Linked DNA regions of Mus musculus: all the other regions are linked to region 7. Evidence: chromatin contacts called from public Hi-C, HiChIP or PLAC-seq and promoter capture Hi-C data. All regions are on one chromosome and are shown on one strand. The core of a region is the stretch at or near the end of the contact, and the rest is flanking DNA. Distances in the headings are between cores, read along the strand shown.

The links. Hi-C and Micro-C count contacts between places; a contact is called where the count stands out from the background. HiChIP or PLAC-seq counts read pairs in DNA pulled down with a chosen protein or histone mark. Capture Hi-C pulls out chosen DNA fragments and counts their contacts.
Region 1: an H3K27ac HiChIP or PLAC-seq map of thymic regulatory T cells shows a contact between it and region 7, with 10 times the contacts expected there. The contact joins the promoter of Pde12 here to the promoter of Rps24 in region 7. A contact is called at or near these places in 1 of 39 promoter capture datasets (pre-B cells), 1 of 484 Hi-C or Micro-C datasets (CD4 T cells), 2 of 115 datasets of contacts at active chromatin or transcription factors (large pre-B cells and thymic regulatory T cells) and 1 of 9 other capture datasets (liver).
Region 2: a contact with region 7 is called in a promoter capture Hi-C map of liver, with 5 times the contacts expected there. The contact joins the promoter of Tasor here to the promoter of Rps24 in region 7. A contact is called at or near these places in 1 of 39 promoter capture datasets (liver), 1 of 115 datasets of contacts at active chromatin or transcription factors (astrocytes) and 1 of 9 other capture datasets (liver).
Region 3: a contact with region 7 is called in a Hi-C map of CD8 T cells, with 5 times the contacts expected there. The contact joins the promoter of Kat6b here to the promoter of Rps24 in region 7. A contact is called at or near these places in 1 of 484 Hi-C or Micro-C datasets (CD8 T cells) and 1 of 115 datasets of contacts at active chromatin or transcription factors (embryonic stem cells).
Region 4: a contact with region 7 is called in a Hi-C map of B cells, with 6 read pairs. The contact joins the enhancer-like site here to the promoter of Rps24 in region 7. A contact is called at or near these places in 2 of 39 promoter capture datasets (liver and pre-B cells), 1 of 484 Hi-C or Micro-C datasets (B cells) and 1 of 115 datasets of contacts at active chromatin or transcription factors (large pre-B cells).
Region 5: an H3K4me3 HiChIP or PLAC-seq map of embryonic stem cells shows a contact between it and region 7, with 6 read pairs. The contact joins the promoter of Vdac2 here to the promoter of Rps24 in region 7. A contact is called at or near these places in 6 of 39 promoter capture datasets (the C10 cell line, embryonic stem cells, liver and 2 more), 4 of 484 Hi-C or Micro-C datasets (CD4 T cells and embryonic stem cells), 4 of 115 datasets of contacts at active chromatin or transcription factors (embryonic stem cells, extraembryonic endoderm stem cells and large pre-B cells) and 2 of 9 other capture datasets (embryonic stem cells and liver).
Region 6: a contact with region 7 is called in a Hi-C map of CD8 T cells, with 4 times the contacts expected there. The contact joins the promoter of Samd8 here to the promoter of Rps24 in region 7. A contact is called at or near these places in 1 of 39 promoter capture datasets (liver), 1 of 484 Hi-C or Micro-C datasets (CD8 T cells) and 1 of 9 other capture datasets (adipose tissue).

Annotation. Positions count from the first base shown.
Region 1 is chr14:26,667,801-26,671,379 of GRCm38.p6, forward strand. It overlaps Pde12 (phosphodiesterase 12), which reads right to left and starts at 2,046. Exons shown (of 3, transcript NM_178668.3): 1 at 448-2,046. The coding sequence starts at 1,752. Mir7672 (microRNA 7672) reads right to left here and starts at 1,808; the gene lies at 1,747-1,808.
Region 2 is chr14:27,426,705-27,430,194 of GRCm38.p6, forward strand. Tasor (transcription activation suppressor) reads left to right here and starts at 2,130. Exons shown (of 24, transcript NM_001114879.2): 1 at 2,130-2,680. The coding sequence starts at 2,365. Gm52095 (a long non-coding RNA gene) reads right to left here and starts at 1,923. Exons shown (of 4, transcript XR_003951011.1): 1 at 1,838-1,923.
Region 3 is chr14:21,497,810-21,501,397 of GRCm38.p6, forward strand. It overlaps Kat6b (K(lysine) acetyltransferase 6B), which reads left to right and starts at 1,976. Exons shown (of 17, transcript NM_017479.3): 1 at 1,976-2,151.
Region 4 is chr14:27,355,959-27,359,408 of GRCm38.p6, forward strand. The region is part of intron 1 of Arhgef3 (Rho guanine nucleotide exchange factor (GEF) 3); the gene reads left to right. Among named protein-coding and RNA genes, the nearest start is that of Arhgef3, 22 kb to the left of the region's middle. Within about 2 kb of position 1,378, at least 29 of the 459 cell types and tissues checked have an H3K27ac peak or open chromatin away from gene starts, as enhancers often do. A contact at or near this core is called in B cells, where this site is marked.
Region 5 is chr14:21,830,010-21,833,646 of GRCm38.p6, forward strand. It overlaps Vdac2 (voltage-dependent anion channel 2), which reads left to right and starts at 1,552. Exons shown (of 10, transcript NM_011695.2): 1 at 1,552-1,658; 2 at 1,842-1,900; 3 at 2,875-2,943. The coding sequence starts at 1,867.
Region 6 is chr14:21,748,700-21,752,079 of GRCm38.p6, forward strand. It overlaps Samd8 (sterile alpha motif domain containing 8), which reads left to right and starts at 1,832. Exons shown (of 6, transcript NM_026283.3): 1 at 1,832-2,081. The coding sequence starts at 1,908.
Region 7 is chr14:24,489,077-24,492,473 of GRCm38.p6, forward strand. Rps24 (ribosomal protein S24) reads left to right here and starts at 1,602. Exons shown (of 6, transcript NM_011297.3): 1 at 1,602-1,682; 2 at 2,674-2,739; 3 at 2,831-3,040. The coding sequence starts at 1,680.

The sequences.
Region 1 (3,579 bases), core at 796-3,295, 2.2 Mb after region 7:
TTCTTTCAACTAGCATAAGGACATTAGGAACATTTTCTCATTTATTAAAAAAGGATAGTATCTGTAAAAACAGATAAGCCAATTACTTTTTCTTACACACTAGTTAACAATAGAGACGAAACATCTTAAAACAGGAGGGACTTAGACTTGGGAGTGCTTTAAAGTGCTCTTAAAACGGTACGTGACAAGTTACTATGTCTACCTGGATTGTAAACACTAAGGAATGTCTCTATTCATCTTGTTGAAGGCAACCTGCGGCAGGATAGGCACACTAGGAGAGGTTAAAATGTGCTGAATTAAGGAACAGGCTACACTTTCAAGATGCTGGAGCAAAAACACTTTAAAGAAATGCGTATTTCCAATGACGAGTACTAATACCCAACCCCCTATACTCCGGCAACCCCTAATCCTGGGCGAGTATGAAGAAAACAAGCAGAGCTACTTGACCTGAAGGACAGATGACCTCTGGAGGACCTTCTCCTGTGCTAATGGGTTCAAAGCCAGCTTCTCTAGTAATTCTTTGTGCAGTGGGTCCGACTTGAGGGCTTCTTGAAAAGAGATGTCATGTTGACTAAGGAGCCTGAACTTGGACTTCCGGTAGAAAGTGGCCAGGCCTTCGTGCTGCTTGATTCGGAACACGCCCTCCAGCCCGAAGGCCTCCAGGGCCGGTACCAAGCTGTCGGAGAACACCGCGCGGTCCACCTCCTGCAAACAGATGAGGTCTGCGTTGTAGCCTGTGAGCTCCTTCTGTATGAGATTCTGGCGGTAGTCAAGCTCCAGGGCGTAGGGGGCACAGTACGGGTACAAGACCGTCCGAGAGAACTCAGTCTGGGCGTACGTGTCTGCCAGGATGTTGTAGGAGACAGTGCGGATGAAAGAGTCCTCCGTCACCTTCTTGGTGTACAGATGTCGATGGTCAAAAGTGCAGGTGCCAGGCCCGGCCTCCACCGGGCACAGGCTTTCTAGCTCCCGGCTTGGCCCGAAGCGCTGCCCATTGCCCGGTGTACAGTGAAGCCGGAGCCGGAGCCCGATGTCTGCATTGCACGGGGTGTAGACGCGCTCGTCCACACCGGTCTCGATCCAAGCTGAAGGCTGCGAAGAGTGAGACGAGGACGCGGGGCCGCTGTCCCCAGGTTCTGCCGCCCCGGGTTTGACTTCCTTGTACCAGCGGAACACGGAGCTGGCGGGATCCCCAAATTCCACGCCGAGTTTGGGGCACACAGGGAAGCCAGCCATGATGTAGCGCGGCAACTGCAGCTCCGTGAAGGTGGGCGGGTTGCGCTCCACCTTGTACTTGACGTCGCCGATCTGCAGCACCGCTCCGTCCTGCCAGGCGTCCACATTGAGCACATCCTCGGCCACCGCCTCCTCCCGGTAGTACAGCTTCACCACCGGCTCGCAGGTCGCAACCGGCTCAGGCCCTGTAGCCTCACAGGCCGCGCCACCGCTCGAGTGGGCTCGGTTCTTCCTGCTCTTCTTGGCGGCCGCTACCTTTGCGTGTCCCTTGAGGGCGTTGGTAGCGATCCGGCTGAGGGCCCGGCCCAGAGGCTCGCTCTGGTCCCTCTGCATGTTTTTGTGGCTGCCGTCGGCCAACGCGAAAGACAGGCTGAGCTTGGGCTCCGAGGGCACACAGCGCACCACCGCGCGCTCCATGGCGCGCACCGCCTCGTGAGTCCCTGCCTCGGCCCGGCTGCGCCGCTCCACCACCGACCGGACCCCACGAAGCGCGCTGCGGCCCGGGAGCCTCCACATGAACCTGGCAGCCGACGAGATCAGAGATCCAGAGTCGCCCGCTGTCAAGTCCACCGGGAGGAGCGGCCGTGGCCGGGTACAAGACCCATTCAGACCGTGGACTTCCGGTCGGCGGCAAGCAGAAGCCGGGGTGTGAGCATCAAGCGCGCGGTGTTCCCGACTCGCACTTTCGCCAAGGCCACTTGCCAGCTCCTTCTTGTCTTGACCGCCGGTCTCGAGTTTCGAGCGCCTTGGTGTTTTTATTCAACATGGGTAAAAGGCGAAGAGTGAAGGAAATATAAGAGTGCCCGAGGGAGCTACCAGAACCCGAAGTTTTGTTGAAAGTGTAGGCTGAGGGCGGGAACAATAGGCTTACGGAACCGGAAGTGACTGGGCGGTGCCTCCGGGAAACACTAGGCTTTCTGTCATTTCCAGTTGCTCCGGTTATGGCTGTGTGTAGGCGCCGGCCTCCTCCCCAGGATTGCAACGTCCGCTCTGCACAGTTGGCGGACCTGTTCCCTGGTCTTTCGAGGTGTGGCGGGTCGAGTGAAGCTAAGCACGACAAGTGTGGAGCTTGTGGTAGCTAAGGAGCTCCGAGCCGCCCGCCGGCTTCTTCCACCAGCTTGTGAGCTCTGAGGATACAAAACACAAGATGCATAATGTACTTGAGCCTCGCGCTTTTGTTGTTGTTAGGTTTTGAGGTAGGTTTCCTATCCGCCTTGGAACCCAGGAAGACTGAGTCAAAGCTACACAGCATAGTAAATGATAGAAAAAGTACAGACATGTTTTCGAAAGCTGTTAGTGGTTTAAGTAGTAAAGAGCTTGGAAGACCTTGTCTTTGTAGGGTTGAAAGGTTTAGCAAATAAAATTATAGGACTCAGGTAAAACTTTAAGAACTCTTTAAACGAAGACGCTAAACCCCTCCCCATTTTACTTAATTTGAAGATTAAATTTCGCCGAGAGTTTTATTTCTTAATACGAATGATCTTGGTTTATTTGTAGACCAAAACGAAGTCCTATCTGACTGGAACAGGGAGCCCCGGGAGTACTAGTCTGTAAGAAAGACCCTTCAACTCTACTGAACTCAGATTGTCAGGCCTGGCAGCAACTTTACCCATTGAGCCATTTCGCCAGCCCAGACCTTTTGTTTGCACGGTCTTTTATTTTTCAAGAAGTATTCTGACAATGTCAAATCTCGTGGAAAGCTTGTTTTTAATCCACAAGCTTGAAAGTAATAAGCAAATGCCTTTTTGTTGTTTTTGGTTTTCGAAGCAGGATTTACTTTGTGTATTCCTGAGATCTGCCTGTCTCTGCCTCCTGAGTGCTGGGATTAAAGGCATACACCACCATGCCCAGCTGTAAATGCCACTACTGAAGCTATACTTTTATTAAATTGACTTATAGCCCCATTTGTAATTATATAATTGAAACTTGAGAGATTAAGCAATAGTATGATTTTGATAATACATATTGGAGGGAAAGGACTAGGAACACTTTTATTTTTAATATCAAGAAACACAAACTGGCTGGAGAGATGGCTCAGTGATTAAAAGCACTTGACTGCTCTCCTGAGTTCAATTCTCAGCAACCACAGGGTGGCTCACAACCATTTGTAGTGAGTTCTGATGCCCTCTTTTGGTATATCTGAAGTCAGCAACAGTGTACTCATACAGATAAAATAAAATTTTTTAAAAAAGAAGAAGAAACACAAACTAAGGGTACAGTTCAGTGATAAGAGTACTTGGCTAGCAATTGTGAGGATTTAAGAAGGCCTTAGAGAAAGAAAGTCTGCAAATAGCATAGTTGGTATAGTGTTTGCCATGCAAGAATGAGGATTTAAGTTTGATC
Region 2 (3,490 bases), core at 880-3,379, 2.9 Mb after region 7:
ATACATGCAGGCAGAATACCAATGGAAAAAAATTCTTTCCTATCAAACTCTGGCTGTCTATACATAGTCTTCTTCCAAGGAAAACTGGCTTTTGATGAGTGGATTATTAAATGAGAGCACCACTATCTAATTAATTCCCAGGTAACTTTTAATTTGATAAAGATGAACATTTAGAAAAAAGAAAGTTACCATGTAAGGTCTGCAAAGTGTTAGGTTTTGATCTTCTTTCACATCAGGTAAAGAAAGCATGCTCCTTTTCCTAACTCTTTCTGCCTGTCTGTATCTGTCTGTCTATCTATCTTATGTATCTATCATCTATCTACCCACCTGTCTATCTATTTTTGTGCTGCCAGAATTCTAGGGGCAAACTCAAAGTCTCAACTTGGGCTACATTCTTGGCCCTCTCCTGTTTTATTTTATTTGATACAGGGGTCTTACTGTGTAGTCCAGGCTGACCTTGGACATGTATAACTCCTCTTACCTCTTCCCCCTGAGGGCTGGGAATAGGTATGTGCCATCAAGCTCATCCTCCCCAGTATGAAAAAGTGACTAAAATAGTGTAGGAGTTTTTCTAAACCTTCCCTTTTCTTTCACCATTCAAAAAAGGAAAGTTTTAAAATGTACTTTTTACCTTAGCCTCTAATCCCCAGGTAGCCCAGGATGACCTTGAATTTCTCTCTTGCTTCTACCTTCCCAGGGGTGTGCCACCATGCTCAGTTCATTTGGTGCTGGTAGATTAAAACCTGGACTTTGTATATGTTAGGCAATCTCCGTGAACTCAGCTAAATCCCAAGCACCTACCCTGTTTACTAATAACTGATTTACATACACTTTTCCTTGATTTGGTTCACAGAGGTGCAGGTTTTACACTACACACGATGCCAAACAATGGATGCTTATCCCAGATCCTCTGCTGCTCTTGGAGAGCTCTTCAAGTACCAATCACTTGACAGAGGCTGTGGCTCTTTTGCAGTTTATTATCTTGGCCTAACAATTCCTTCAGTAATATTGAGGTGTTGGGGGACAAAGACCTGGGCGTCCTGCTGCTGTTGCTTAGAGATCTTGAGTAAAAAGTATCCCGTGTTTCTTCATCAAATGCATTATTGGGCCGGAGCTGCTTGAAAACTAGGCCTTAGGCTGTATAAATACTTTGGATGAAATTAGACCTGGCTTTTGTCATCTCAATTTGCCTAAATTTCAACATTTAAATTGTGCAAAAGCATCTACTTGGTATCTGTTGTGAGAATGTGTCTATACAGATGGTAACTCAGAACCCCTTACCTAGAAAGAAACTATTGAAAGGCCCTCCCTTCATTTCACTATCAAATTGTTTTCTTCTAGGTGGTCGAACATTCTTCTAGGTGTGCGAGCATTCGTGCCTCCCATCATTAGGTTGTAAATTGTGCGGAAGAATCCCAAATATTGAATGTTTGCTTATGTAGTGCTTTGGTCTGGAGTACGACCAGTGCTCGTGATCTACTGGGAAAGCAGAAAGTCTGGATGGAATAGGATGTTATCACCCTGCTTATCACTGGAGGCCATTTTCTTATCTCTCTTCACTGCCTTTCTTATTGTTTGTTTATAGTCTTTATGCATATAGGTGGCTTGCCTGCATTTATGATAGAGCACCACACGTATACCTAGTGCCCTCCGAGGCCAGAAAAGGACTTGGATTCTTTGAAGTGACTAACTGCTGGTTGAGTTGTCCTATGTCGGCTGGAGCTCGAATTCTGGTCCTTTGGAAGATCAGCTCAGAGCAGACCGATCACACGACCAGGATCAGCCAATTATGTGCCGGGTTTGGTCCACAGACCTCCGGAGGAAAGAAGGTGCTTACTTGCAAGAGTACTGTCCGAAAGACGTCCTCTGGGCTTGCCTCCGTCAAACGCAGTGCGGAGAGGGCAGGGCCCAGGAATCCGCAGAATGCTGCCAAGCCCAAGCCCTCACTCTGAAGCGATGGCGTCGACGCTTTCCCCGGGCGTGGCACTCTCCTCTTTTGGCGGGCTCGGCATCGCGAGGCTCCGCCCTCCTGGAACGGTCTCTCTGCAGTCGCGGAGGCGGGCTCTGCATTTCTATTGGTAGAGCGGGTCCGCCGAGGCCCCGCCCCCTCCCGGGCCCGACGCGAGCACGTTGGGTAGCCAGGGCCGGTTGAAAAGCCGCCCGAATCCGGAGCAGCTCCCGGGGCGAGAGGCACGCTTAGGGCCGCGGTGGCGGTTAAGAGGCGTCTCTGTGGCTGGAGTGCGGTCCCCGGGGGCGGAGGGGCCGGGTGGGCCGAGACCTCGGCGGCCTGGCCCGCCGCCCTTCCTCCCCTACGCCCGTCGACCTTGTGGGCGGAAGCTCCCTGGAGCGCCTCACGCCCGCGCGATGGCGACTGCCGCGGAGACGGAGGCCCCTTCGACGGACGCGAGCTGGAAAAGCCGCGGCGGCGGCGGCGGAGACGACGGGATGAAGCCAGCGCTTCCGGAGCTTGAGTCCTCCCTACAAAATGGCGGCGGCGACGGCGGCGGCGGCGCGGGGCCTGAGGAGACCGCGGCAGCTGAAGCCGCCCGGAGCTACGGCCACGAGCAGCCTCAGCAAACCTCCGAAGCGGCCGCGGCCGCTCTGCCCAAAGGCGCCGAAGAGCCGGAAAGGCCTTTTAGGCGGAGTTTTCAGATCCCCAGGAAGAGCAGAGAAAAGAAAGGTGGTGCCTCCCCTTCCTCCCACCCCCTCTCTCGCTTCCCTCCCCCTCCATCTTTTTCATTAAGACCTCTCTGTCTCCTCTCCCCACACCCATCCGAGACACGTAAACACGCACGCAAGCGCCAGCAGCCTCTCCGCTCACGGCCACGGCCGCCCAGCCGCCCTTGGTGCGAGAGGATAGGGTGGAACCACGCTCCGCCGCTCCCCCTCTCCCCGTGGAAGTTGGAAGTAGCTCAGGTTTGAAGCGTTTCCATAAGGCTGCGGCTCCCCGAGCGGAAAGATGGTGCTCGGTGCCCCTCTTTTCCCCCAAGCCCCGAAGGCAGAGAAGCTGATGGTGGCCTCCTAAAGATGCTTCTGAGAAGTCTGCTTGTGGAAGTAGCCTGTGGCCATGGATTCTGAGGCTTTCTCCAAGGCCACTGCGTTCTAAGGACAAGTGTTTCTCACTGTGGAAATTCTTCAGCTCTGTGTGTCTACTTGAAATGTGCTCGATGTCAGCGTCTTCTATTTAGAAAACTCTCCATTAGTATATGCGCTCCATGCAGTTTTCCATCACACTTCATTTCCATGTAGTTTTTTTTTTTTTTTTTTTGGAAAAGCATTAGCTTACGTAGGTTCTTCTGTATAACTTCCAAGCCTAGAATGACTTTTCTTAAACGATTATAGGAACAGTTGGGTTGCTTACTTTTTGAGATCTTAGTGCCATATTGTAAAACGTACACTTTTTTTTTTCTTAGAGTAGGTTTTGACTGTCCGATAATTTGGAATTTTCTGGATTTGACTTAAACACTTACCTTCTTACTGCGTGTTTTTT
Region 3 (3,588 bases), core at 726-3,225, 3.0 Mb before region 7:
AGACCTTGTCTCAAGAAAATAAATGTCACCCCAAGGGACCAAAATGTAACTTAAAAAATAAAGTGCATCTGGGCAGACTATCAGAAATGCAACAAAGCAAAACAGAAGGGCTAATGAGTCAGCCAGTATCCTTAAATTTACTTTGTAACTTCTTGGAGAAAATTCCTACCTAGCATGTGTATTATGGGGGGAAAAGCACACCTTATAAATGCCCTTCTTGGAAACAATCTAAATGAACAGGACTGAGTTATGGACTAATGGCTTGTGAAAACTCTCCTTGAGCAAGTTATTGAAGATCCTAACTGAAACAGACAGGAAGAGACTTAGAAAACCCAACGAGGGTGGGGTTGGGGGCGGCATTTGCTTCATCAGTAATGTAATTCAAAAGTTGCCAAGCCGATCAGTGGCTGAGTTTACCTTGTTTCGTTTCCTTGGGCTGAGTCTGAGAGTGTCCGGATTTAACCTAAAGAGGTTTGTGTTTTAAAAACTAACAACCAAGTAATAAAACACCTATAAAAGAGGTTTATAATGGAACTGGTGACAGTTCTGAGTGTAGTGTTACAAGTCTTCTGCTCTCCCCTCTTTTTTTTTTTTTAATCTGCTCTCCCCTCTTTTTTTTTTAATCTTTCATTCACCTCTGCCTTTTGTCCTGGCTTCTTCCTCACCTTGCTGCCAAGCTCAGAAGCAGAGGAAGCTCGCACACCAGAGTAGCCTTTGTGCATTTCTGTCTGCATGTGACAGGGCTGCTGCTGCTGCTAAGATAAGAACTGAGATTATTGGGTCTAACAAAGTACCTACATAGTTGAACAGTAGTTTCTAACGGGGAGTTGAACTCTGCTGCAGGAGTGGCAGTGGCATGAAAATGAGTCATTCAGGGCAGGGAGACTGAAATTCCTGCTCTTTGACATCCTACATCTCCTCATCAGGGGCCCCAAGAACGTCCTGATTCAAGGACAGAACTTCAGGCAACAGGTGGTTTTTCACCCCGGCCACCACACGGGGAAACTTGGCTTTCCCAGGGACATAGGTTTGTTTCCCTTCTTCCCAAAGGTCTGGGAAGAGAAACTGTTCAAACTCTGTTAGGAGGAGCCTTTTCTCAAGTCTACCTTTCTCATACTCTCAAGTATCTCTTACCAGCATCCCACCCAACTCTGGGAAGAGCAGGACGTTTTCTCCAGAGTCCGGAGGGCGCTGCAAGGCATGTGGGCACCTTTAGAGTAGCCTTGCCTGGGCGGCCAGAGGATCCCCCAGCCTCCCTCGTATGGGCCTCAGGAACTCCGGGGGCCCAGGGGAAGCCTGGAAAACCGAACTTCGCCATCAGCTTTCCTTACAGCGCTGGTTGGAGACGAGGGAAGGGCCCCCCAGCGGTCGCCCCCCGCCCAACCCCAATGTTATCCAGCTGCACAGTCCAGGAAGCACCCAGAACGCAGCTCCGAGCTCGCCAGCCTCTCCCGCAGGCCGGGAGAGGGCATCCTGAGGGGCAGCTTCCCTCTCCAGCCTGCGTCTGACATCCCCACTCCCACCCGAGGATGCCTGTCCGCAGTCGCTGAATGTCACTGCTCCCTCTTCCTCCTGATCAGGGTAGAGACAGCTCCTGAGGCATCCCCCACCCCAAAACTGCCGCGGTCGCCCGAGGGTACAAGACCCGGGAGAAGGACGAAGTTTGGGGCCCACGGCGGCGGGAGGGGGGGCGCGTTTAAGAAGACCGCACCTCAGTCCCAGACCTGGCGGACACACTCCCCACCCCAAAACAGCCCAGGCGTCCCCATCCTTTCGGACACCGGCATCCCCGCCCTCCCCTGAGGGCGGTGAGCGGAGCCCCCCGGGGCGGAGGCAGGTACCCCCGGGGCGGAGACTGGGGCGGGCGGGGTCCGGGCTGCGCCCCCGGCCGGGCCAGGCGGGCTAGCGGGCGGCGCGGGGGGAGCGGGGCTGGGCGGCGCTGCCTCGGGCTCTGTGCGCTGCAGCCCGGAGCCGAGGAGGAGGAGGCGGAGGAGGAGAAGGAGGCGGCGGCGGTGGGTCCCGGGCGGGGGGAGCGCGGCGCTGCGGACCCGGGCGGCTGGCAAAGGACGAGGCGGAGGCTGAGGAAGGCAGCGGGGAGACCCGGTCTGCAGCAACAAAGGGCAGCAAGCGATTGGCCGGGCTGGAGGCGAGGTTAGCCGGGGACCGGGGTGGCCGGAGGCAGCGGCGAATAGTGCACGTGCTTGCAGACACGGGCGAGTGCGGAGCCGGGGGTGCACACCCGGTGGGTAGGGGGCTTGCTCCCCCTCCGTATGGGATGGCGAAGAGGCTGCAGTGAGATCGTTCCGCCTGCACCCGGCCTGAGGCTGGCAGGGTAGGGGGTATGTGAAGGGGGTAGGGTGCAAGCCAGGGGGCGGGCGAGTAGTCGCCCGGGACAGGACAGGAGAGAGGGTGGAGGAGGGGGCTGGATGGAACGCTCCGGGCGGCGCGCCCGTCCGCGCGCTCCTCGGCGGGAGCAGGCGACTGAGAACCTCGAATTTTAACTTCGCGTGCCCGCCCGCGCGCGCCCGCCTGCGCCCACCCCTAAATCCTGCGGCCGCCGCCAGCGATCAGCTCTCACACAAACTTTAGCTGCGGGCTAGGGGCTTTGGGGTTGAGTGGGGGAGGGGAGAGGAAAAAAGGCTTCTGATTGGCGTCGTGTACAGCCAATAAGGCCAAGCGCCTCTCCTGCGCCTAGATCCAATCCATTTCTAGAGGTAGAGGGGGCGGGTAGGTGGAAGTAGAGGTGGCGCGGTGTCTGTGAGAGAGAAAAAGGGCTGGACCAATAGGTGCCCGGAAAAGGCGGGCCCCGCGGTCTGTTGATTGGTACTGGCAGTCGACCCTCCCTCGGGGTGGTGCCGGAGGTGGGGGGGGGGAAATGATGGGTCGAGAGGTGTGTCTATGTGGAGGCGAGATGACCGGCAGGAACTTGCCCCAATGGGGGGCAGAGTGTTTAGCGAGCGGGTGACGGACAGACCCGTAGGCCAACGGTTGGCCCTAAGTGTTCGTGCTCTCGTCCAATGGAACGGCGCCGGGGCGGGGCCGCGTCTTGGGTTTAATGAGACTCCATTGGGCTGTAATCAGTGTCATGTCGGATTCATGTCAACGACAACAACAGGGGGACACAAAATGGCGGCGGCTTAGCTCCTACCCCTGGCGGCGGCGGCAGCGGTGGCGGGCGCTACGGCACCTCCTCCAGGCGGCAGCCGTAGCTTCTTTCTCAGGCAGATTCAGCGCCCCCGGCAGGCGCGGTGGTGGTGGCGCGCGGCCAGGTCTGTCACCCACCCCGCGCGTTCCCAGGGGGAGGAGACTAGGCGGGCGGGGGACCGACGGGGGGGTGGCCTGGGACCCTCGACGCCCCTCCCACAGGCCCCTGCGCGAGGGTCACCGCGGGGCCGCTCGGGGTCAGGCTGCCCCTGAGCGTGACGGTAGGGGGCGGGGGAGAGGAGGGAGGAGGAATAAGCTCCGCCCCTGGCCGAGCCTACGGGGCAAGGGGCGGGGCTCAGGAATGGAAGGGCGGGGCAAAGTCGGGAGGGGCGGGGCAGAGGGATTCTAAGGCTTGGGCTGGGAGGGGATTTCTGTGCAAGAGTG
Region 4 (3,450 bases), core at 128-2,627, 2.9 Mb after region 7:
GGGAAGACTATTAGTAGTTCTTGGAAGGACAAGCTACGCAGCAGATTGTCCCTGTCCGCCAAGGGGCTGTTTGAATTACAGCTTAGGGTTTTGCAGGGGGCAGAGGCGGTGCAAGTGTTGGTCAGGGCTGATTGAAAACAACTGATGGGCAGGAAAGGTGTTGGCAACAGCAGGTGTGGCCTAGAATGAAAACAACTGATGGGCAGGAAAGGTGTTGGCAACAGCAGGTGTGGCCTAGAGTTCTTGAAGAGTGAGAGTCTTGAATGTCAACTGTAAATCCCAGCGAACACTTTGGGGCTCTAAGAAGAGGGTGGTAGAGGGCTATTGCAGAGTAATGGACTTTACATTGATTTGATTGGCAGAAGCACTTTAGAGTGGGGAACTAGGAGGCCTTAGCTTCCTCCTTCCTAGAAGAGTGGAAATGAAAAGAGAAGCTTGAGTTGGGAGGGAGCCATGGGGAAAGCAAAGCATGCTTTCAAATCAAGATAAATAGGGCAGGGTCTGAGGACTCCTGTCCGTCCAGGACAGTCTGATCCTCAAGGCATCCTTTTTCTGTAAGCTTCTATAGTAAATCAGTTGGCCTCCACTGGATCATTTTATGAAGTTTAGTGGTTCGGAGCTTGTGTGTGAAAGCATTAATAAAAGCCGAAGCAACAACAACAAAAAACAACAGAAGTCTAGTAATATAAAAGTGTTTGGGGATCCTGGCGTCTGGGTGCCTCCCCAGCCTTGACTCAATGTCATGACATGGCTCTCCCAGCTTCCATTTTTCCAGTAGTCCACATCTTAGTTGAGAGTTCTGATGCTCGGCGGAGGATCTTTCTGCCCTATTTCTTTTGTTCTGATGATGGCTGCTTCTGGTCCCCCTCTATCACAGGGTTCTACTAACAAACTCAGGGTCTCCTCTCTCTCCCCTTCTGCATCTGATGATACATTTTTCAGAATGATTTTCTGTCCATTATAAAAAAAATATTTTTAAAAGATAATTTTGCTCTGTGCCACCTGTAAGATTGCAGCCAAGTCTGTTCTTTGGACAGTTGTCGACCAGTGGTACCTTCTGTTTTCTTCATCTCTCTTCCCTCTACCTCCTTTTATTGTGATGTGGATCTCAGCAATTGTGTCAGTTAAAAGGGTCTTTATTCGTACATCAGAGGAAGCTGGTATTAGTTTAGATGGATTTATTTAGGAAGTAAAATGTAGGGAAACAGGGATCAGTCCTACAGAAAGGAAACTAACTATGCCTCCTGCTCGTCAGGGGAGGACCCTACGACCCCAGCTCCAGGGAGGAAATGCAACCAAGCTCGTGTCATGCCAGGAGCCCCCGGGGGAGGTACCATGCCTAAGGGTGCCATCTTAAGGTTTGTCACTTACAGAAGCTGAGCTGAGGTTGAGGACCACTGAGAACCATGTGACTAGACAGCAGCCAGCAGTCAGCTCTGGCACACTTCCTGTGAGGCTCACATTAAAAAGAATGTGTTTTTAATAGTTGAGAAATAATATTTTTTTGACATGAAATTGTATGACGTTTGAATTTATGTGTTCATCGATGAAAGGTTTAGTGGTCCATGCTCACATTGGTTAACTTATGTATTATTTATGTCTGAAGATGAGAGGATGAGTGTGTTAGAGGCTGGGTGCTCTAGAGAGTCTAAGCTCCTTACTTTCTGCTCTTTTACAGAAAAAGTTAGCCAGCCACCAGGCAGGACATGGCTCGGAGGTCACCCTGCTTCAAATTATAGTGCCTTCCTCCATTTTTTTTCCTATCCAGCTGAATCATTTTAAGCAAGTCAATCAGTTGAGACCTCAGTTTCTTCATCTATCAGATGGGCATAATAGGGGTTAACTTAAAAACATATTGAGATAAATAAACTAGTGGATTTTATGTGTTGACCTCTGAAATAAGAACCTGTAGCCAAGCTGGATATAATGGCACACATCTTTAATCCCAGTGTTTGGGAGGCAGATATAGTCGGGCCGGTCTTTGTGAGTTCAAGGCCAAACTGGTCTGCATTGTGAGTTCCAGGTCACCAAGAGCTACATTAATAAGACCCTCACAAAACAAGAACCTGTAACCAGTATTAACATGTTATCATTTATTTATGCAAATCAGTTACCATGAGTTATAAGTTAGTGTTTAACAGGAGGATGGTGAAAGCCACTTTCAAGTGTTAGAGGGTGGACTAGAGGTGACTGCAAAGGCTCCCCATTCAAACATCCAAATGTTTGAAAGTTGTTATTGGTTTGTTTGTTTGTGTATGTGCCCTATCAGCTCATGGGCAAAGGCATCCCCTGGCGTGCACAGTTTACACCTCTGTCTTGCCTTGCCCTGCAGTGATACATATGGTCTCAGACACTATGCTGACGGCTGCATTCTCAGCCACTCCTGCAGAGTGGTGGGGGCTCAGTAAAGGTTCAATCTCAAGGCAGCTGCAGACACGGTGCACACTCCTCCTTTTGCACCCAGCCCCACTCCGTCTGAAACATGAAATGCAGAGACAATGAAGGGTTCCCTGCAGGTCTATTTTGGTGAAATTGATTTGAAGAAAGAAAAAAGAGAAACTGTGCTACGTTGTGTTGATGTCGTAGGCAGCTTTGTACACAATACAGTCTGCTTTGCTTTTTACCTCAGGGGAGGAGTAATCAGGAGCCAGGAAAGTCACTGTGCCTCCCTAGAAGGGAGATATAAAAAACACGTTAAGAAAACCTCGTGTTGACTTTTGGTATAGCATTGGAAATGTAAATGAGCTAAATACCTAATAAAAAATGGAAAAAAAAAAAAAAAGAAAAGAAAACCTTGTGTTAAAAATACAATCATGCCGGGCATGGTGGCGCACGCCTTTAATTCCAGAACTTGGGAGGCAGAGGCAGGCGGATTTCTGAGTTCAAGGCCAACCTGGTCTACAAAGTGAGTTCCAGGACAGCCAGGGCTACACAGAGAAACCCTGTCTCGAAAAAACAAACAAACAAAATACAATCACACCGAGTTTTTTGTTCTGTTTGGTTTGCAGTTAGCTTGTGAGATTCTTTAAACTGTTGAATAAATTCCTTTATGGAAAAATATGACCTCTGTGGCCATCTTCATTATCTTTCCTCCCCTCCCCTCCCGTCCCCCTTCTTTTACTTCTTTTTTTTCCCCTTTCCTTTCCTCTGAATAGGAAAAAAAAAATTGTAAAAGTCAAAACTAATTCATGATAGAAATTTGCATCAAATTTGATATAAGCAGAACTTTTTCTACTGATAAAGGGTGTCTCTTTCATGCTCCCATCAAGTACAATAAATATAAAATGAATCTTTAAAAATAACTACATTGGCGGGGCTGGCGAGATGGCTCAGTGGTTAAGAGCGCCGACTGCTCTTCTGAAGGTCCCGAGTTCAAATCCCAGCAACCACATGGTGGCTCACAACCATCCATAACGAAATCTGATGCCCTCTTCTGGAGTGTCTGAAGAC
Region 5 (3,637 bases), core at 302-2,801, 2.7 Mb before region 7:
CTCCGGCTTAGGAGGAGAGTGATGACTTAACAGTACTTGAGTAGAGGAAGAGTTCAGAGACGATTGAGTCATGAGTGCATATGTGTGGGTGTCTTTGCTCTCAGTCCAACTGTATGTCTATTGAAGATTATTAAACAGCATCTTAGAGATGAGGGAATTGAGGTCCACAGGCTAAATTATTTGAGTTTATTGAGCTGAAGTGTCAGTTGTCTCCATTTTAAATCTTCTGTATGGCTGACGTGTGTGTGTGTGTGTGTTTTGAACAGTGTCTACTGCTCTTCACCTTTTACAGAATTTAGAGAACACGGTTTGCAGGCCAGGTTGACAGAGCCCCCGTGACCCTCTTGTTTCTATTTCTGGAACTACTACTGGCTTTTAATGTGGGTGTTGGGTGCTGGGGATCCGAGCTCAGGTCCCCTTGCATGCACAGCAAGATAAGGGTTCTTACTCACTGAGCCTCCGATTCTATCTTTATTATCCTGTTTGCCTCACCCTGTAGTTTAGCCTCAAACTGGTCTCTATTATTATTATTTCAAGACAGGGTTTTTCTGTATTGCCCTTGCTGTCCTGGAACTCTCTCTGTAGACCAGGCTGGCCTCGAATTCAGAAATCCACCTGCCTCTGCCTCCCAAGTGCTGGGATTAAAGGTGTGCACCACCACTATCCAGCGGTCTCTTATCTTTATTAACCTTTTGCCTCACTCTGTAGTTTAGCCTCAATCTGGTGTAATTTCTCTGCCGCCCAGATCTGGGACTACAGGTATAGGCATCAGGACTGGCTGCTCCCTCCCTCTTCTGGCATATCTAAAGAACTTGAGAGCAGCATTCTAATGACTGGTCAGCATGAATCCTACAGTTATTCCCTTGTCTCTCCAGGCCTCTCAACCAGGGGAAGCTTCTCTTCCTAGAGCAGGATGTGCTTCTGCGCGTGTGTGAACCCATACCATATATGGGTGAGACGGAGGCTGCAGGAGCGCAACCCTGAGGCTCCGAGAGAAATGCCCAGAGACTGGCTCAAGTTTGTTCCTTTGGAGCCCAGCCTAGTCCCAGCAGGGGAGGACATGGCGGTGGGCGGTGAACCGAGATGGGAAGAGCATGGAGGCTGCACTTGGGGAGAGTGTTTCATCCCCCTCAACCCGGACCTTAAGTTCAGACCTCCAGGCTGGGACTCAGGGAGGAGGCTGAGAGGGTGCACGTGACCCTGCGGGGCACATCGCCCCGCCCCGTCGCGACTCGCGTGGCCACTCCCATCCTGACCGCGCGGGTGCCGTTGCGCCGCCTCCGCCGTTCCCAGGTCCTCGCCTCTGGGGCTGTCCTGGACATTGCCTAACCCGAGGCCCCGCAGCTCCTGCTCGCCCCGTCCCCGCCGGACGGTCCGAGACCGCTCACCCAAGGAGACCGCCGTGCTCTCGACCCACGTGGTCACTCCGGAGCAGGTGGGAGTGGGCAGCGGGCGGAGCGGCAAGGACAGGCGCGGTAGACAGCCCGGGCGGCCGCGGCGGGGACCTGGCTGGGGGAGGCCAGGCTTGCGGCGGGGCGCAACGGTGTCTCCTTCACTTCGCCCTCCAGCCGCGGTGGCTGCAGCGCAACTTTCAGATAGCGGAGTGGCCTCAGCTGCGAGCCGAGCGGTGGCGGCAGCGCCCCTCAGGACACCCGCAGGTACTATGGTGCCCGCCTCTTGCCGACTCTGGGGCCTTAGGGCGGGCCGGCAGCCTGAGTGAACTCAGGGCGGCCCTGGTCCCCTAAGATGGCCGCAGCGGCCCCGGCCCCTTTCTCTAATGTCCGAGCTCCCCAGGGGACCCTTTGACTGTCCCCTGACCGCACTTCTTGTCCCTTTCACAGATCACCTTTTCCCCGCGACTTCGCCATGGCTGAGTGCTGTGTACCGGTATGCCCACGGCGTAAGTAGCACAAGAGGTGTTTGCGCGATGGGGCCATGGGGGCTGTGCTGTTCCTCTTTAGAGAACCATACCTTGTTCCGCCGTGGCCCACATGATGCCTGCAAAGACTTGGAAAGTTTGCTTCTTTGCGCGCCCCCTAAGTCTTACACTGCCACTCTGTTGACGGACGTGGTGCTGGGCTGTTGGGTTGCAGATAGGGGGGCTCGCGCCTGGGGCGTTGGTCCTTGGCCGCACCCACCCTTGGCTTTTGGATATGTTACTTACAAATCCGAAAGCAAAACACTTAGTTGTTGAATTCCATCTTGGGGTTCGGGGGGGGGGGGCGGAGAGTTAGAGCAGTCACTTTGCAAGAGGAAGTAGTTCGCTGTCTGCCTGCACAGGTCGAGTGCACTACAAGGTCATTACACGTGTTCCTAAGGGCGTGGATGTGCACTGGAGAATGAATGAGCTGCTCCTGGAGCTCGGATTCCTTGCCCTTAAGCCTCACGTTGTCGGAGGACTTGGGGGACCGTAGTAATGTGTTTAAAGTGCCATTTGATATTTAGTTGCTGTAGACATAGATGGTTGTATTTTTTGCCCGTGTCTCAATTGTGCCAGTTCCCAGAGTGTTGGTTTTGATTTTGGAAGTCCTTCCCAAAGGTTTGTTAGGGGAGAACGCCTAAGCTTAAATTTTGGTTTTTATCTCCGTTAAATCAGTCACCTTGAGTTTTGGCAACTGTGTAGGCAGTAGACACTTATGTTTAGGAATTAGAAAGGCTTCCCCCATTCTTAAAACTTGGTAGAAATGTCCCAGGTTTGTATTACCACATAGCTATTTAGAAATAAGTTTTTGTTATGGGTGGCTACTTTAGAATAACATTTATTGAAGTTCTAGTGGCATCAAAACCCACTCCGGTTGAACTGCTTGAATGTAAATGTTAGCAGTAGGTCCTAGTAGTAGCTCACATTAACTGTAGAATGTTTCTTTTGACTAGCGATGTGTATCCCTCCACCCTATGCTGACCTCGGCAAAGCTGCCAGAGACATTTTCAACAAAGGATTTGGTAAGGACTTTTTTCCCTTTTAAACATAAAAGAGAAAAATATATGCTTGGACCTCTTGAAAAAAGTTAATTGCTTTGCTTTTCTAGACTGAATACCCTGCTGCACTCATGCCTCTGCCAGCTGCATGTGTACCCCACTTTCTTAGCCTTTCTTCGGTCACAATTGAAAAGCTTGTTCTTTTTATTTTGTTGTTGTTTTTTGGTTTTGTTTCAAGACAGGCTTTCTCTCTGTAGTCCTGGCTGTCCTGGAACTCACTCTGTAGACCAGGCTGGCCTTGAACTCTCAGATCTACCTGCCTCTGCCTCCCAAGTGATGGGAGGCGAGTACCACCCCACTCCCCACCCCCTAGGGAGAGGGGAAAGCCTGTACTTTATTCTTTTAAGTGACAGTTCAGACCATGGTTGGATAGAGCTGCCTAGAATTACTGTTTTATTTTTGTGGTTATGACTCTGGGTAGGTGGAAACCTTAGAGTTTTGAGTCAATTTTTGTGCTTTCTTGAAAATTGATTGTTTTGCACATACCACTACCCCTTGCTCTTTGGTGATACCCTTTTGGGATAAAAGTCCTAAGTGTGTTGCCATAAACAGTAGGCCAGTCTGAGGAACTGATTTTTAATCTAACGTTTAAAAATGGCTTGAAAAGGGTGCGGCAGGAAGTGGAGCCAGTTATAGGACACTAGGCAGCGCTACTGTC
Region 6 (3,380 bases), core at 582-3,081, 2.7 Mb before region 7:
TCCCAAGGGCCTCTGAACGCTGCAAGACCTATTTCCCTTGAGCTGACTCCCATCCCTAAAGTCTCCGAGAACATGGAGTTGGACTCCTACAAGTCACGATCTCTCTCCACCTCTGTCAGTTCCTTCTGTAAAGTTAAGGGTTTGCCTGTCCTGGGGAGTTGTTGCAAGGGTTAAACTAAAGGTTCACTGCGTCTAACATAGGGCAAGTGCTTTGAAATAGGTTCATTCGTAGGTTTAGAGCCTGCATAGACGGGTTCCAATGACAAGAGTTAAAGCAGAGAAAAGCACTGAGGCTTGAATGTCAGAAAAGACTCTTGCAGGTCTAAGTGGGCCACAAACAGGGGGGGACACCGATATCGGCTGCATTGGAGCCTTTGGATTGTGGAACACAGGGGACCTTGTCAGAGTTGTGGAGTCACAGAAACTTAGGCACACAGGGAGGAAAGCATCTGACGTGTGCTGTAGGGTTCACACAGAACGGTGGTTCTATAATGAAGATAGCAGATTTTTTTTTTTTTTAAGAGAAAGCTGATGGATCCTTTTATGTCAGAGAGGTGATCATTGCCCAAGGCTCTGAGAATAAGGCTCTGAGAATCTTTGGACACTAGAACCACTTTTTAAACATTATTTTTATAATTAAAAATATTTTATTGGTACTGGAGAGATGGCTCAGTGGTTAAGAACACAGATAATACATGCAGGCAAACATTTATACATATAAAATAAGTTTTAAAATTATGTTTGAGTGCCTACAAATATGTATGTGGGCCACATGCATCCCATGCCTGCTGTATCCAGAAAGTGGGGGTGGGGGGTGGGTCTCCTGGAATTAGAGTTCTAGATGGTTGTGAGGTGGCATGTGGCATTGAACTTGAGGCATTGAGGTGAAAGGGTATTAAACCTGAGTCTCCAGCAAGAGCAGCAAGTGCTCTAACCACTGAGCAACACCTCTACCCCTATAGAAGCACGGGGACAAGAGAGTTCTCTGCCTACAAGGGCTGCAGGAGATGAGATGTTTTGCAGTGTCATGGAGCCCTTGAAGGTTCTGAGCATACTAGGCAGATTCCTGGCTGCCCCTGTTCTCCTCCTGTCCATCTTAGAATCTGCCCCCTTCTCCCTCAGAACTACCAAAGCCGGTCCTGCATTGTTCAAGAAAGTAGAGTCAAAGAGGGCTGAGATTTCAAGCTGCAGATGGCTTCAGACGTGGATTCTGCCAATGTTAGGCTTGCTTTAGAAGGGGATATTCCGTTAAGGTGGGGTATGGTAGTAGCAGGAAAGAACCCAGGTTCTGTCTGAGGTTAGCTTGGGCTTGGGTACCAGCTTGGATTAACTGTGCTACGTCAGGCTACAATGTTTCTTGACCTTTCTATGAGATCTACAGAGTTGAAACAATGATTTGAAGTATAGTCTCTAGCACAGTACAAAATCAAGGGGCAATAAACGGGGCTGGGCAGTGGTGGCACTCGCCTTTAATCTCAGCACTTGGGAGGAAGAGGCAGGTGGATCTCTGTGAGTTTGAGGCCAGCCTGGTCTACAGAGTGATGTCCAGGACAGCTGAAGCTACACACAGAGGAACCTTGTCTCGAAAACACCAAAGGTGGAAAAACAAATAAATGATGCAACTTGAGGACTGACTGAGAAGGGGTTTGCCCCTTCAAAGGGCTCAGGATAATAGCCTCTTCCTAGGCTCCAACCCCAGTCAACAACCCACAAGCCTTCTCCTATCTTCATTAAAACCCTTTGATGAATTATGCTTGGGCATGACGCAAGCGCTCTCCCCCTCCCCCTTGGGTTTCCCCTCCTCTTCCGGTTTTGGACCCGCCCCCTCCCCGTAGCGCCCCGCCTCCCGAAGCAGTTCCGGTTCGGCTGGCCGCTGCTGGCGGCACGGCTCCAAAGGGGCCGGAGCGATGCCCGCTGGTAGCCGAGCCGGCTCCCGCCTGCGCTCCGGCTCCCTCCCCCGGCCTTCGCGTCTGACTCTCAAGGCGCTGCGCCCCGCCTACGCGCCGAGGACCCCCGACTCCAACGGCGACTTAGACACCGGCTCCGAGCTGGGTCCCGGCAGCCCGGCTCCCACCGCGGAGGTGAGCGGGCGCCGAGGCTGATGAGAGGGGAGATTGGGGGGCGCCTGCAACCAAGGGTGAGTGGAGAGTCGGGGGCGCCAAGGGCCGCGGGGAGACGGTTGGGGAAGCCAGGGGAGGCCGCTCTGGAATGGAATCCGGAGAAAATCAGGGGGTTGAGCTGACCCGCGGGCAACAAGGGACGAGGCGCAGGGGCTGGGTCCTTGCTACCCGGCTAGGGGAGAAGGAACGTGCAAGAGGGGTCCCCGGAATCCAGACCTGGAGGAGGAGGTGCCCTGGGTTGTAGCCATAGAGATGAGGGATAGGGAGAGCTGGCCCCGGGCCTCCTGTAACCCGTAACCCGCATGAGGGCGAGGCAGCCGGGTGGGGACTGACAGCCACCTGACTCGGTGGGAATGGTGGCTGGTTTCGCAGGGCGGGAGTTAGGGTTGCCTGGAAAGAGGGAGGTGCTGTCGGGTGGGAAGGAGCTTGGCCTAAAGGTTAGAGAGGAAAAGTCCAGGGGAAAAAAAGGAGCCCTTGGGGATCTAATTTAGGGCCTTGGCTTTTTTACAGGTAAGTGTCTTTCAAGGTGTCAAAAATCTCTGGGTAGTGGATGACGGCTTTGGGGCTTGCCTGTTTGTGATCCCTTTAAGAAGCTAGATTGCGAGGGGCGGGTATGCATCGCTGATTCTCGTACAGGGACTGGGGGAGGCGATCGGAGAGAGGAAGTGATGTTCGTAGAGGGTAGTGATTTGTGAAAATAAAGATGTCACTCAGATTTCTTCTGACGCGAGTGGTTTCTTCTCCTCTGTGCTTCGTTTTTAAGAAGGTTCAGATGTCAGGCAAGTGTAAGTCTTTAGTACATTACCTTTAAATTAAAAAAATTAAATCTGCAAGGGGAATTTGGACGTTTGGATTTTACAGATAATTCAGTGCGAATTGTTAACACTTGAATACAGCTTGAGTTGGCCCGCATATTGGCCACAGGGTGGAAATATGGTCCGTGGAAATTCTTGGGTTTAAGAGGTCATTTACGACAAGAAGTGAAGCCACCCATAGTCCAGAATCCTACAAGATCGTCCCCATTGGTAACTCGAGGATTGGAGTTACCTCGTACAAAATTTGAAAGGTGATTTTAACAGCTTTTTCAGGATCAGTATTCTCTTGCTATTTAGCAGATTTTTTCCACATGAATGGAATTTTTTTTCTATCGTGATCAAGAAACCTAAAGGTAGCAAAGGGAGGTTATAGTTGGCAGCTGACAAAAGAAATGTGTAAGCACACAGGTGCTTTTTCTGGAAGATGTAGTACCAAAGCTGTAAC
Region 7 (3,397 bases), core at 352-2,851:
ATCCAGGCTGGCTGGATAAAAACCAGTCTTTTAAAAACTCACAAGTTTTTAAAAGACTCTCAGAAAGTCTCAAAGCCAAAAGAGCCACAATCCTCCCTTCCAATCCAATAAACTGCTAGGTGTGGTGCCCCACTTGGGAGGTGAAGGCAGAAAGATCAGGAATTCAGGATCATTCTTGGCAATGCAATGGATTTTTCAAGACCTTGCATGGGCTTCGAAGGTCTGGTTTTAAAGAACCTAAAGCCTCACACACGAAAAACCTTATGAAAAAGTCACTAGCAACTCGTGGTGTCACGTCAATGCAATAGGGGTGAGTAGTTAAGGTTTCTGCTATTTCCCTGGTGTAAAGCAGGGATGCTGACTGAAAGGCCTTTTTTTTCTCATTAATTAATTTATTTACTTTACGCCCTGATCAAAGCCCCCACCCCACCCCGACCCCAATGGCTTTCTTAAATGCCTTCAAGATGAACTTTTTTGGAGACAAGTTTTACTTTATTTTATTCTTTTTTTTTTTTTGGTTTCTCGAGACAGGGTTTCTCTGTGTAGTCCTGGCTGTCCTGGAACTCACTTTGTAGGCCAGGCTGGCCTCAAACTCAGAAATCCACCTGCCTCTGCCTCCCGAGTGCTGGGATTAAAGGCATGTGCCACCACGCCCGCCCGGCACTTTATTTTATTCTTGAGTCAGCGTCTCACTGTGCAACCCTGATTGACCCAAAACTCTTTGTAGGCCTCAAACTCAGAGATCTGCCTTCCTCTACCTCTTAGGCCCTGCTTAGTGGAAACAATTTAAACCAACTACCTGCCTCTAAGATTTAAACTAGTGGTTCTTAGCCTTGCTAACGCTGCGGCCTCTTACTACAGTTCCTCATATTGTGTTAACTCTTGACTATAAAATTATTCCTGCCGGGCAGTGGTGGCGCACGCCTTTAATCCCAGCACTTGGGAGGCAAAGGCAGGCGGATTTCTGAGTTCAAGGCCAGCCTGGTCTACAGAGTGAGTTCCAGGACAGCACAGAGAAACCCTGTCTCAAAAAACCCAAAAATAAATAAATAAATACTTAAAAAATAAAATTATTCTCGTTGCTACTTAATTGTAATTACTTAATTGTAATTAATTTGCTGTGATTTTGACTTGTAATGTAAATATCTGTTTCCTGATGGTTTTGGGCAACCCTTGCAAAAGGGTCGTGACCCTTTGGCTGAGAACCGCCGATTTAAACAAATGACATTGAAAGCGAACTTTACTGGGTGAAGTAGCGCACATTTCTCAAATCCAACGTGCCTGGGAGGCAGAAGCAGGCCGTTCTCTTGAATTCGAGGTCAGCGTGATCTACAGCGATAGTTTCAGGGCAGCCAGGGCTATATAGTGAACTCCTGTTTCAGAAAACAACAAAATACAAATGCAGGACGGAAAAGAAGGGAATGGGAAATATACACGCGATTGTGTAACCATACATCAATTTGAGTGGATCCAATTCAGGCCAGCCAGAGCCCAGGTCTGGGGCGTGGCTAAGGGCTAGCGAGGCGTGGCTTCAAGTACTTTCGGTCAGGCATTGCTGTAGTCTACCCCAAGGCCTTAGCCACGCCCCCGCGCTGGGGTCCTTCCTTGCGCGTTGATATGATTGGTCGGCAGTGAGCGGTCCTCTTTTCCTCCTCTCCAGCTCCGGCGCCGTAGCCATCATGGTGAGTCTCCTCGGGCTCTCAGCACTATCCGTCGCTTATCCGCGCCATCCCTGCCTGTTCGGGGACCCCACTAGAGCTGCAGCCATCCGGGGCCCACTTACTCTGCTCCGGCCTGCCTCACGGAGGCCGGTCGCCCGGGGTCGCCGAGTCGCGGCTGTCCGGCACCGCCGTCCGGAACACGCCGGGCTTTGGGCTCCCGGGCCTCGGCTATGGAAACCCCTGTGGAGCTTCAGGGGCACGAGTGAGGCGGGCGCTGGCGGGCCAAGGTGACGAAGGCGCCTCCGGCTCTTGGGCCAGCGGACTGAGCGGTGGAGCAGAACTTGGGTGCCTCGGGGACCGCCAAAAAGTGGCCTTGTCCACTTCTCTGAGGCGGAGGACTGAGCCTTCCGCCACGCGCGGGCTGTTCTTTGACTCGTGCATGGTGCTATCGAGGTGACTTAATCCCGATTCCTCGAGTCGAGCTCGGAAGGCAAGCAGCCATGTGCAAGCTGCCGATTTGAGTTGATCTCTGCTAATTTTCGTGTCTGTTTAAGCTCGCTGAATGCCAGCTACTGCGGTACTTACTCTAATTAGGGAAGAAGTTGGCGAAGTCCTGTGTCTGGGTAGCCACTGAGAGATGCTGGGAACCACTGAGACTTCTCTCTCCAAGCACTAGAGGCATTGGTTGCAGCATGTAGAGAGTCCTGGTGGTGTCCAGTGTCAGGTGATCAGGGATTCTCAAATCAATATGTGAGATCACAAAATCAGTAGTACTTCAAATGATAGCCATAATCTAAAGTGAAGTTTGGATGACGTGAGAGAAAATGAGTTGTTTTATGGTAGTTTATGAGGCGCTGTCGCCTGCTTTGGGGCTTTTTTGCCTTTTCTTTCCTTTATAGCTTGTCCCCAATTCCTGCCTCTTTCTAGACTGCATTGCTAGTAATTGCTGAAAGGCCAGAGCAAAGGCAAGACGAGATTTTTAACATCTTACTGACTTGTGTGTTACCTGCAGAATGACACAGTAACCATCCGGACCAGGAAGTTCATGACCAACCGTCTGCTTCAGAGGAAACAGATGGTAAGGATCAGAGTCAAAATGTGGTCTTTGTGTCTGCTTTTGAAGATGTAGTTAACTTGTAAGGAGTACTGACTCTTACACCTCTTTATAGGTCATTGATGTCCTTCATCCTGGGAAGGCAACAGTACCAAAGACAGAAATTCGGGAAAAGCTGGCCAAAATGTACAAAACCACACCAGATGTCATCTTTGTATTTGGATTCAGAACCCACTTCGGTGGTGGCAAGACCACTGGCTTTGGCATGATCTATGATTCTTTAGATTATGCAAAGAAGAATGAGCCTAAACACAGACTGGCAAGAGTAGGTATCTTATTCTTTAATGGATACATGCCTGTAATCCCAGCCTGGACTGAGTTAGGATGGCAAGTTAGATTTTGTTTTCCAGTGTATATTGGGATACAATAAGCAGTTTGGGCCAAACTTGTGGTGTTCTACCTACCCACTAGCCCATCTCCATGCAGTTTCTCTGGCCTTCTGAACTGGAACTTAGCAGTCTTTACTGGGCTTTCTATTTCTAAGTAGTGGAATTGCAGGTGTGCACTGCCATACCTCACTGTTTTGTATGAGCCGTGCTGCCGTCCATGCCTAGGAAAAGTTGGTATCATTTAATGGGAAAGTTACCATATACAATATACAATGCACACATGGTACCTTTAA